Regions from separate parts of the Gossypium hirsutum genome. Here region 2 is linked to region 1. A link is a contact called in public Hi-C data. All regions are on one chromosome and are shown on one strand. Each heading gives the region's core, a stretch centred on a gene start, on an enhancer-like site or on the middle of the called end of the contact. The rest is flanking DNA. Distances are from core to core; before and after follow the strand shown. Region 1 overlaps LOC107904329. Region 2 has its middle 82 kb from the start of LOC107904328.

Evidence for each region. Hi-C and Micro-C count contacts between places; a contact is called where the count stands out from the background.
Region 2: a Hi-C map of leaf shows a contact between it and region 1, with 3 times the contacts expected there. The contact joins two enhancer-like sites. A contact is called at or near these places in 7 of 34 Hi-C or Micro-C datasets (anther, callus, leaf and 2 more).

What each region holds. Positions count from the first base shown.
Region 1 is chrA05:36,849,719-36,854,624 of Gossypium_hirsutum_v2.1, forward strand. LOC107904329 reads left to right here. Exons shown (of 15, transcript XR_001686186.2): 14 at 1-448; 15 at 751-1,082. Among protein-coding and RNA genes, the nearest start is that of LOC107904329, 12 kb to the left of the region's middle. Within about 2 kb of position 1,968, at least 3 of the 9 cell types and tissues checked have an H3K27ac peak or open chromatin away from gene starts, as enhancers often do. A contact at or near this core is called in leaf, where this site is marked.
Region 2 is chrA05:36,947,540-36,952,445 of Gossypium_hirsutum_v2.1, forward strand. No RefSeq gene overlaps it. Among protein-coding and RNA genes, the nearest start is that of LOC107904328, 82 kb to the right of the region's middle. Within about 2 kb of position 2,377, at least 7 of the 9 cell types and tissues checked have an H3K27ac peak or open chromatin away from gene starts, as enhancers often do. A contact at or near this core is called in leaf, where this site is marked.

The DNA of each region.
Region 1 (4,906 bases), core at 718-3,217:
GAGAGAGAAGAAAGATACCGGTTGAAGATGGACAAAAAGAGGAAAACTAAAGAGAAATTATTGGAAAGGATGAGGAATGGGTATAGGCAGAGACCACTTCGATTATAGGATACTTAGAAGCTAAATCAGATGACCGTATTCTAAGTCTAACCTAGAGACAGTGAACTCCTAACACGAATGCTGAACCCCTTTTACTTTTCTCAACCCGGGGAAGCCGGAAAAACGACTGCAGACAAGAGAAGGCGAGTTAAAATCTAACAGCTTTCAAAACATTCTATTCTTCCAATTCTTTTTTATCAAGTAAATTGCTTCCAAGAATCTGAGGGGAGACAAAAATAGCTTCCTAGTGTTTTTTTGGTTCGCTAGCGACTCAAGCTGATTTACGGGGATATCTCAGGAGACAGAGCATACCGGTTCCGGGATTTTGGTTAAGAGGGTGACGATTATGGTAATTCTTTTCCACCATACAAGAACATTCAATTTAATGATGCATCTCTTTTCTTTTTCTTTGTTCTTTTTTTTTTCCTTTTTTAATCTTGTTTTCACAAAAAAAATTTGGATATTTCATAGGCAATGTTGATCAGAGTTATATAGTTTAGTTTCTGCCGAGTCTTTGCTTTATTATTATTATTATTATTATTATTATTTTATTTCATTGATGATAGTTTTGATAAAGCAAATTTTATAATCGGATATTTGAAGAAATAATTTTCCATCCTGAATTGATGTTCTGAAATTGGCGCCATGTAGGTTAGGGTGTAAAGGAGACAGTGGTTCTTACTAGCTACGGGGTTCGGTATGAAAAATATTTGAATTAGTTTTGTTGAGCTGAGTTGAAGCTCGAGGAAAGCTGAGTTTAAACGGCTTAATGCCTTGGTCGAGGTGGTTTGCAGATCTAGCCGGACTTTGGTTTTTAATATAATTTTAACTAGTATTGAAAAATCTTATAGCTCGCACGTAAATATTTGAGTTCCGAGTATAAGAATTCTTATTGAATTTACAATTAGGAGTTTGAGATATATATATATATTATTTTGAAATCAGGTTCTCAATGATTTGATTTGGGCCGATTTCTTTGCTTATATCTGAATCCCCCCATTATATCAATAATTAAGAGCAGAAAAATAAAAAAAAGAAGCAGCTTTGAATCATCTCTAATATTGGTAATATAAGAGAGTAAATTTCCATATTCTGATGTAAATTAATGCAAAAAGATATAAACGTACGTATTACTTAATGAGAAATAATATTTCGGCAAGATGTATACTTAAAAAGATTTTAAAAATAAATTTAAACAGTTTCATTTTTAATGCCATTTCATTATGTTGTTTGCTGTTTATAGGTTTCAAATATAAATAAGAGAAATGCAATATATTTCAGTTAAACACTCTATTCATTGGCTTACATTTTGTGATTTTTATTTCTATATTTGATTTATATATATGCACATATATATTTGAGCTAGTTTGATTTAAGTCATTGATGCCCTCTGATTTTTACTTTATTATTGTTCCCTATTATATAATTTACTGTTTGATGAATGTTTTTAGGATTATTTGATTTTTACTCTATGCTTGTTATAAAATTTTCTCTTATTCTTTCCTCCTACAAATTTAACGTTTATTGGATATTTTTAGGTGGTTGGCAAAAAAGAAAAAAAAAGTATTTTTAGGAATGAATTTTTTAGATGTGTTTTCAATGTTCAATATATATATATATATAGATATAGAAACTAAAGGGAGCATTTGGAGGACAAAAAGAATAAAGAAGAAACAATAGTGTAGCTTAATCTAAATAATAAGTTAAACTATATGTATAAAAAAAGTTAAACTAATAATAAATATATTGATACAAAATAATTTTTAATATGTTATGAATAGTGATTGGAGTTTATAGGTGGGTCCAAACCTGGCCCGTATTAAACTTGTCCAAGGAACATCTGAATTCTTCTTTGCGACCGGCCTATTATTATTTCGATGACTTGCTTTATACAAATATATCCAAGAAAAGAAAAGAAATCTGAGCGTAGGTATAACTAATTTAAACGGTTAATATCTGTACCATCTTTTTTTCAATTAATTTATTAGGGAAGGACAGACCTGTCTAAGAGTATGGTTGTCCCTTCAGCTTGATTTGGGTAGAATTTGAATAAACATTTTTATGCTTTGATTTGGTTCAGTTTAGTACAAATTTAATTTTAATAATAATATTTTTAAATCAAAATTTAATTATAAAAATATAAAATAACAATTATATTATATTTATAATATTTTATTAATTTTTAATAATAAAATAAACTTTTTGGGTCAATGAACTTGAATTTGAAAAATATTTTAGAATTAAACTTCAACCCAATCCAACATAAAGGTAAACAAAACTTGATTCAACTCGAAAAAATCGATTTTTTTTAAATTTTGAGTTAAACGAATCGAGTTATTTGAGTTAACTCAAATTTTTTTTTTCGAATTTCAACTTCGAATTTAGTTTAATTTTCAAAATCAAATAACTCAAATAATTTAAATAAACTGAATACTAAACTATAATATTTTACATTTTTCCCCAAACCTTTTTACTTCCTCCAATACTTTTACTCCCTTCCACTTTCCCCCCAAATTTTTACTCCTCTCTCATCTCACCTCCCATCTACCCCAAACCCATTTTCTCCCCAATTTTTTTTTTGAATATTTCTCCTCCATTTACTTTTCCCTAAAATTTTACTCCCCCATCTCTCAAAACTTTTTTTTCACCCTTTACCCTCAAATAAAAAATCATCCCAAAAAAACTCTAAATCTAAATAGTAATAATTTTATTTATATCTACTATTGATATTGTTAAATTAAATTTCACATTTTGTACTTTTTATATTATTGAATTGCTTGATCATATTAAATCTTTATAATTTCCTGTTAAAATTGAATTATTGATAATGCCATAAAATATTCGTGTTAAAATTTTAAGTTAATATCAATTTCACATTTTATCTTTAAGATAACTTTTATTTAAAAATCACATTTTTTAATTTCAAAATACATAGTGACGAAAATCAAAAGATAATTAAAACAACCAAGCAAGCAAAGAAGCTAACCTGTATATAAAATAATAATAAATAAATTATGAGGAGATGAAAATTAATAACAAATTTGATTATGGTGAGTGACAGCGGTTACAAGGATCTAAAGTCATTTTTTAAAAATTTAACTCGAACAAATATATTCGATTCGACTCGATTTGAATTCCATATCACTCGACTCGATTCGAGAAAATTTCAAATCGAGTTAGAATGATAAAATAGGATTCACCAACTGAATTAACTCAAAATTTTTCATTCAATTCGATTTGATCGAACGCTCACCCCTAACCTAACCTATAAACACCTCTAAAAAATATATGTTACTGTTTCATACTTAAATCTACTAAAAGACTAAAAGTCGTTTTTGTCTCTTCATTTTTGAAATCAAATTATTTAGCAAATTTTCAACTTCAATACCTCTTTTTATATAAGCTTTATATAAGTGAATCTATCTACTAGGAACCAGATTAAATAATTTCTTTAATATTAAATAAATTAATTTAGTTCCTATATTAAAAAAAAGAATTGAATAAGGTTGAATTTTAATAGAGTTAACATTTACTGTTTAAAAAAAACATGAAATTATAGTTCAATTCTCAACAAATTATTTTGAAAATTTTTATTAATAGTGTAGTTTACATGTCGTTTTTTAAACAACAAATATTAACTCTATTAAAATTTAACCTCATTTGGTTCCTTTTATTAATTTATAAATTAAATTAATTTATTTAATAATAAAAATACTAATTTAATAAAATCCTTATAATAGAAGTACTTTACAAATATTTTCAGCTCTTAATATACTACGGGCATAGGTAAAAATTAGGTAAAACATTTATCTCTTTAATTATAGGATGTTTTATTAAATATTAAATTCAACATCTTTATTTAATTATATGCAATTAATATTGATTGGGTTTATAATTGTTTTTCTGAACAGTTCTAACAGAATTCATTATTATAAGAATAATTAACAGAAGAAAAACTAACAATTAATACAAGGTATGATAAATTTAGTCCTCAATGTTTAGATTTTTAATTTGACCTTAATTCTGTTTTTTGAGCTAAATTTGACAATCAATCTTTAAAAAAAAGTTAATTTGCTTTTTAACGTCAGAATTCCCATTGCACTAGAGTAAAGAGCTTTTTCCATTTGTGCCTTTTATTTGAAAGTTTTGGGGCACATTCCTTTTCTTAGGCTTTTGCCTTTTGTAACAGGAGTATCAATTTACTTACAATCTTGCATTCTAAATCATTTGAAGATTTTTTCTTAATGTATGACTCTTGTGTAAGAGTTATTAGCCTCCTAAGGCTATCTCGAATAAGTTATACTCCAAGAATGTAAATTGCTTCTCCCTTGTCCTTCATTTCACAAATTGAGGACAACTATTTTTTTTCAATTACACAATACTCCTTTACTACAAGTCATGCCTTGTAACTCTCGATCGCCCCATTAGATTCACACTTTAATCTAGTAACCCATTTGTTCCTAATTGTGTTGCATCCCTTTGATAGACCAGCCAATTCCAAACATTGCTTGTTCTCAATAACTCCATTTTTATTTCATTGCCTTCATCCATTTATCTTTTGCATTAGAAGAAAGAGCTTTTGTCATATTTCTAAGTTCCTTATATTTTTTTTGGGGTAATCAAGAATGCTTCTCTCTCTAAGTCAAAACAACATTGAGGTATATTTCCACGATTACTTTAGAGGGTACTTAACACATAAGCAGATAATAATAAAACATCACCCAAAAAGAAGATAGGAAATTTGCTTAGGCCATCATGGACTTGACCATTTCCAAAAGTGTTTTATTTCTTCTCTCCGCAATACCAT
Region 2 (4,906 bases), core at 1,127-3,626, 98 kb after region 1:
GAGTTTATTCGCAATAAAAAAAATATGCCTCGGTCACTCAAAAGACTTTTTATAGTAAGAATATTAAACAAAAACATAAATACTAGTACTATGGTACGTCATTATGTGGGTGAAAGAAATAAAAAATAAAAATATTTAATCAATAGTTTTTTTTAAAAAATAATAATTATTGGTAAAATTAAAAATGTAAATAATTTTATTAATGAGATTTTGGTTTTGTTGGGAAAATGAGATTTTAAATTTTTAATTGTTCAAGGTTAAGTATAAAGAGAGGTTGTTTTTTTTTAATTTAAAATTTTTAATTATATATATAACCGTATTTATATATTACTTTTGTTATATGAATTTGGAGTTAATTTATGTAAACTTAATCAAACACTTTATTTATAGTATAAATATAGATTTTTGAGTTGACAATCGAGTTATTTTTTTAAATAACTTTTACTTTTTTTCTCAAGTTGGGATTAAGGTATAATTTATTATAATTTGATCATATTAGTGTTAGAGAAATCTATTTACACGGGTATAAAAATTTAAGTGGTTTTATACTTTTTCGTAAGTTGTTATATGATTAATGTTTTAACAATACAATCGTTATATTTTGTGCTCTATTCATGTAGACCATGCATATCAAATTTTACATAAGTTAAAAATTTATATATATTCATTTTAAATAAAAAATTTCAATCGTTAAATATATATTAATATAGACAATATTTTAGATTAACATGATAAAAATATTATATTGATTTAAAATTTTACATGTATAAAAAATATAAATATATTAATAAATTTAATAATTAAATTATTAAAATATTAACAGTATAAATGTGACAGGAAGGTATAAAACTACATAAGATTTACACTAGCATAAACGAATCTCTCTCCTAATATCAATGTAAATATACCTCCTTCCCCTTCTTCAAACTCCGATTCGTATTTTTCATAGAGATTTATCTGATCAACGATAGAACAAGATCCATTTTGCATCGTACTAAAACATGTCAAGAAAAAAAAACAGCATAAATATGTAAATCACTCAAAGATGTATATAATACTTCTTTTTAATGAATATATGATATTCAATTTAGTTTAAAGTTAAAACTTTAAAAATTACATAAATATAAAAATGTTTAATTTCTTACCCAAGTCTATTTAAGTCATGTTGGAGTAATCCTGACCATCCCCTTCACTATTCGAAAAACACTAAATAATAAAAATATATTTTAATATTAATATTTACATATTTTTATAATCAATAAAAATTTTGAAATAAATTAAAATATTTTATTGAGAAGCTGAGAAGAATATTAAAAGAAGGCAACACCCCCAACCTTTACACTTATCCTCCCTTTCACGTCTTTCTTTTCTTCTTTCTTAGTTTTCAATCTATTATTTTATTTTTAAAATCAAACCAGCAAAAGATTCATCTTTTTCCTTCCATGATGTCTACAGATCTTGAATTGTTCCAAGATTCATTGAAAATAAAATTACCCAAACTCAAAATTATTCAATCTTCTGATGAAAGTGGCACCGGAATTGAACAAGTAAACAAGAACGGAAACAACAGCGTGGAGTTCTGTGCGACACCAACCTCAGACGAAAACAAGATCCCACCAGTTTTGTCATGTCCAGCGGCACCTACAAAACCTAAGAGAACAGCTTCTGTTTCATGCAAAAGAAAGTTGTTTCAAAATTTCAACTTCTTCGAGATCGTTAACAGTGAAGAAGTTGATGCGTTTTTCAAAGCTGGTTTTCATGCTTCTTCCTCTAAAAAAAGGTGCCTATCATCATGTACATGAATATATATATACATATATATCAGCTTTAATTTCCTTTTACATTTGAATTGAAATTACATGCAGATCTGCCCTTATAGGATTAAAACTGTAATTTTTTTTTGTTGGGATTTGGATCCGATCTATAGTCCACACATGTTCAATCTATTTGAAATGTTCACGGATTTGATTTTATCAGATCAACGTATATCGATTTCGTAATTTTCTTTTCAAATTCCAACTTAAGAAGTATATTTTATGTTTTAAAACAATGGGTTTGGAGAAGGAAAGAGAAAGGAATATGAAAGAAAATGTTTTCTTCAGATAGGTAGATGAGAGGTTTAAGTTTGAAAAAGAAGCAAAAATTAAAATTTTAAAAAAAGAGATTAGCATTAAAAGCTCTTTGGATCAAATTATTATTATTTTTTTAATTTTTGGGACTATTTCTTGATTTCTACGACTTTTGGAATGTTTGACGTGTGGGAAAGTGACTGACATTCGAAAACGCTTTTTTTAATTTTGAGTTTCTCGAAGATGATTTTGTTCGACATAGTGCGGGGATCTGTAAAAAAGTGGAGAATGGTCTAAATGTGATAAGCCATACGTAACTATTTGGATTTTGCTTGGTAAAGTCGATCGGTCACTTTTGGAAATGACAGACGAATGGACAGCCACCAAATTCTAGAATCACACTTAATCTTCTTTTTGGTAAAAGTAAATAGACTATGTGCAAGATTGCGTTTTACTCAAAATAATAATAACAATAACACACCTACATTACATCCAATATATAGGTATAGATCCAGAAACAACTAAATAGTAATATGTTTTGTGTATCTTATAATAATATGGTATTTAAAAATTATAAAAAAATTATTTCATATAATTATTTTAAATTTTATAAAAATATAGAAAATTACTTAAAAATAAAGAGTTATAAGAAATTATTAAATTATTAAAAACTATTAGTAGTGCCAACTAGGGGTGAGTGTTTGATTGAATTGAGTGAAAAATTTTGAGTTCAAAAGTCCTATTTTATTATCTAACTCAATTTGAATTTTTTTTAATTGAGTCGAGTGAAATAAAATTCGAATCGAATTAAATTGAGTGAATTTTTTCGAGTTAAATTAAAAAAATTTAAACATGTCAAATAAAAATATTGTTACAGTATAACTAATTCTAGCACATAAATTTGAAACTATATATATTTGAAATTTTTCAAAGTAAAAAAAAAGATACTTGAGTAATAAAATTGAATCATTAATTAGCTCTCAATATTATTATTTTAGAAAATTTTTAAATTTTTAACTTTGTTTTATATATTTTTTAGAATTTTTAAAATTTTTTAAAAATATAAATTTTGAATTTTTTATAAATATTTTGAATTTTTAAAACTTATTTTGATTTTTTTTATAATTATTGTTGAGAGAGACCAATTTGTTTATTTTCAAAATTGACAGGGACCAAAAGGGTATTTACACCAATCTGTTATTCAAATTCTTCAAGTTATTCAAATTATGAAATTCAACTCGACTCGAACTCAAAACTCGAATCAAGTTGACTCGGATAATTCGAATAACTCGATCCAATTAACCCGAAATTTAATTTTTTTTCAATTTTTTAATCAAATTAAGTTTTGCTCACCCTTAGTGCCAACTGTAAATTGCCACTAAAGTAGTTTTATTACTTGCCTTATTTGGTTTGCCAATCAAATGAAAAAAAAAATCTTTGGACCTGATTATGTGTTGTTTTATTAAACATACTTTAGTCCATCTATGGAAGCCAATCTTCAATAATCTAAAGATTGGATTGGATTTGAGTGAATCAAATCAACCTTTAGAACATGGAGAATCGATGAAGACTATGTAGTTGTTTTGGAAATCAGATCTTCGATTGATTATACTGTGATTTTTGAGATTTTAATAGCTATTTTTAAAAGCTATTTTGTATTCATTTAGATTCTATGTTAGCAAGCCAAAATTAATATATGCTTGAAGCTTGTTTAGGTTATGTAACAAGAGTTGATTGAGTGAATTCTAATTTGTTCATTGAGGAATTGCTTTGTGAGAGAGCGCAAATTGTTATTGTAAACATTGTTAAGTGTTTACTGCACAAGTTCTCAAGGGAAGGGTTTTAAAGTGAGTGTTCTAGTCTTCAGGTAAAAATGTGAGATCTCTATACTTGGAGTGATATTGTGTGAACCACTTGTTGTATTCGTGATAAAAGATAGTGGAATTACTCACTGAGCTAGGCTTCATATGTAGGATCTAGTGTCCCTAGTGTAGTATATTTGTTTGTAAACTTGTAATTTTTTCGAATAGATTGGTTAATAAAAGAATTCATTGATTACATTAATATATATTTGTATAATTGTCCTCATGTAATTTTTGCACGCAAAGAAAAATAGATGTAAATGTTGCTCAATGATTGTCTAATGTTTAAACTATTACTAAGCGGTATTACGTAGTCAAATTATAATACCAAAAGACAACTTATATTAGTAGACAAACCTGTACATAGTTTAATTGGAAATGAACAAGCCAATTGAAAAACTAATATGCTATCTATCAAATCCAATTAGGGAGATGCTTTATATTGGACATCAGAGTGGATGACTCCTAGAAGATAGAGACAAATGTGACTGACTAGATTGATAGTATATCGGACAAGATCCAAGAAAAATAGATCCTAAATTCGTTTATGGATTTATTTATTTGTGATGTTTATAGTGTGACAAACCTAAATCTTGAGTGGATGATGGACTATGTATGCATGACTTGTATACTTTGATATAAGAAAAGCCTGAGCTCAAATAGATAAAAAAAAGGGGAAACCGGTGTGTTAGGTATACAACTTTTGCAATATGTAACGCTATTCACAATAGTGGAATTCATAGCTCGAAACATGAGTAAATGAAATCCTCTCATTAGCATTACATGGTTGATGAAAAGTAAACGTGACCATGGGTCATTTGTCTTTGTGATGAATGACTTGATTATTATTTAATAGTAATTGACTTTTCACGAAGGAAGATGTAATGGTTACATAAGATAAAATAGGATCATATTGGGAGAAGAAATATTGTCCCAAAGAGATTAAGTTTATTCTATGAGGGTAACACACTTATG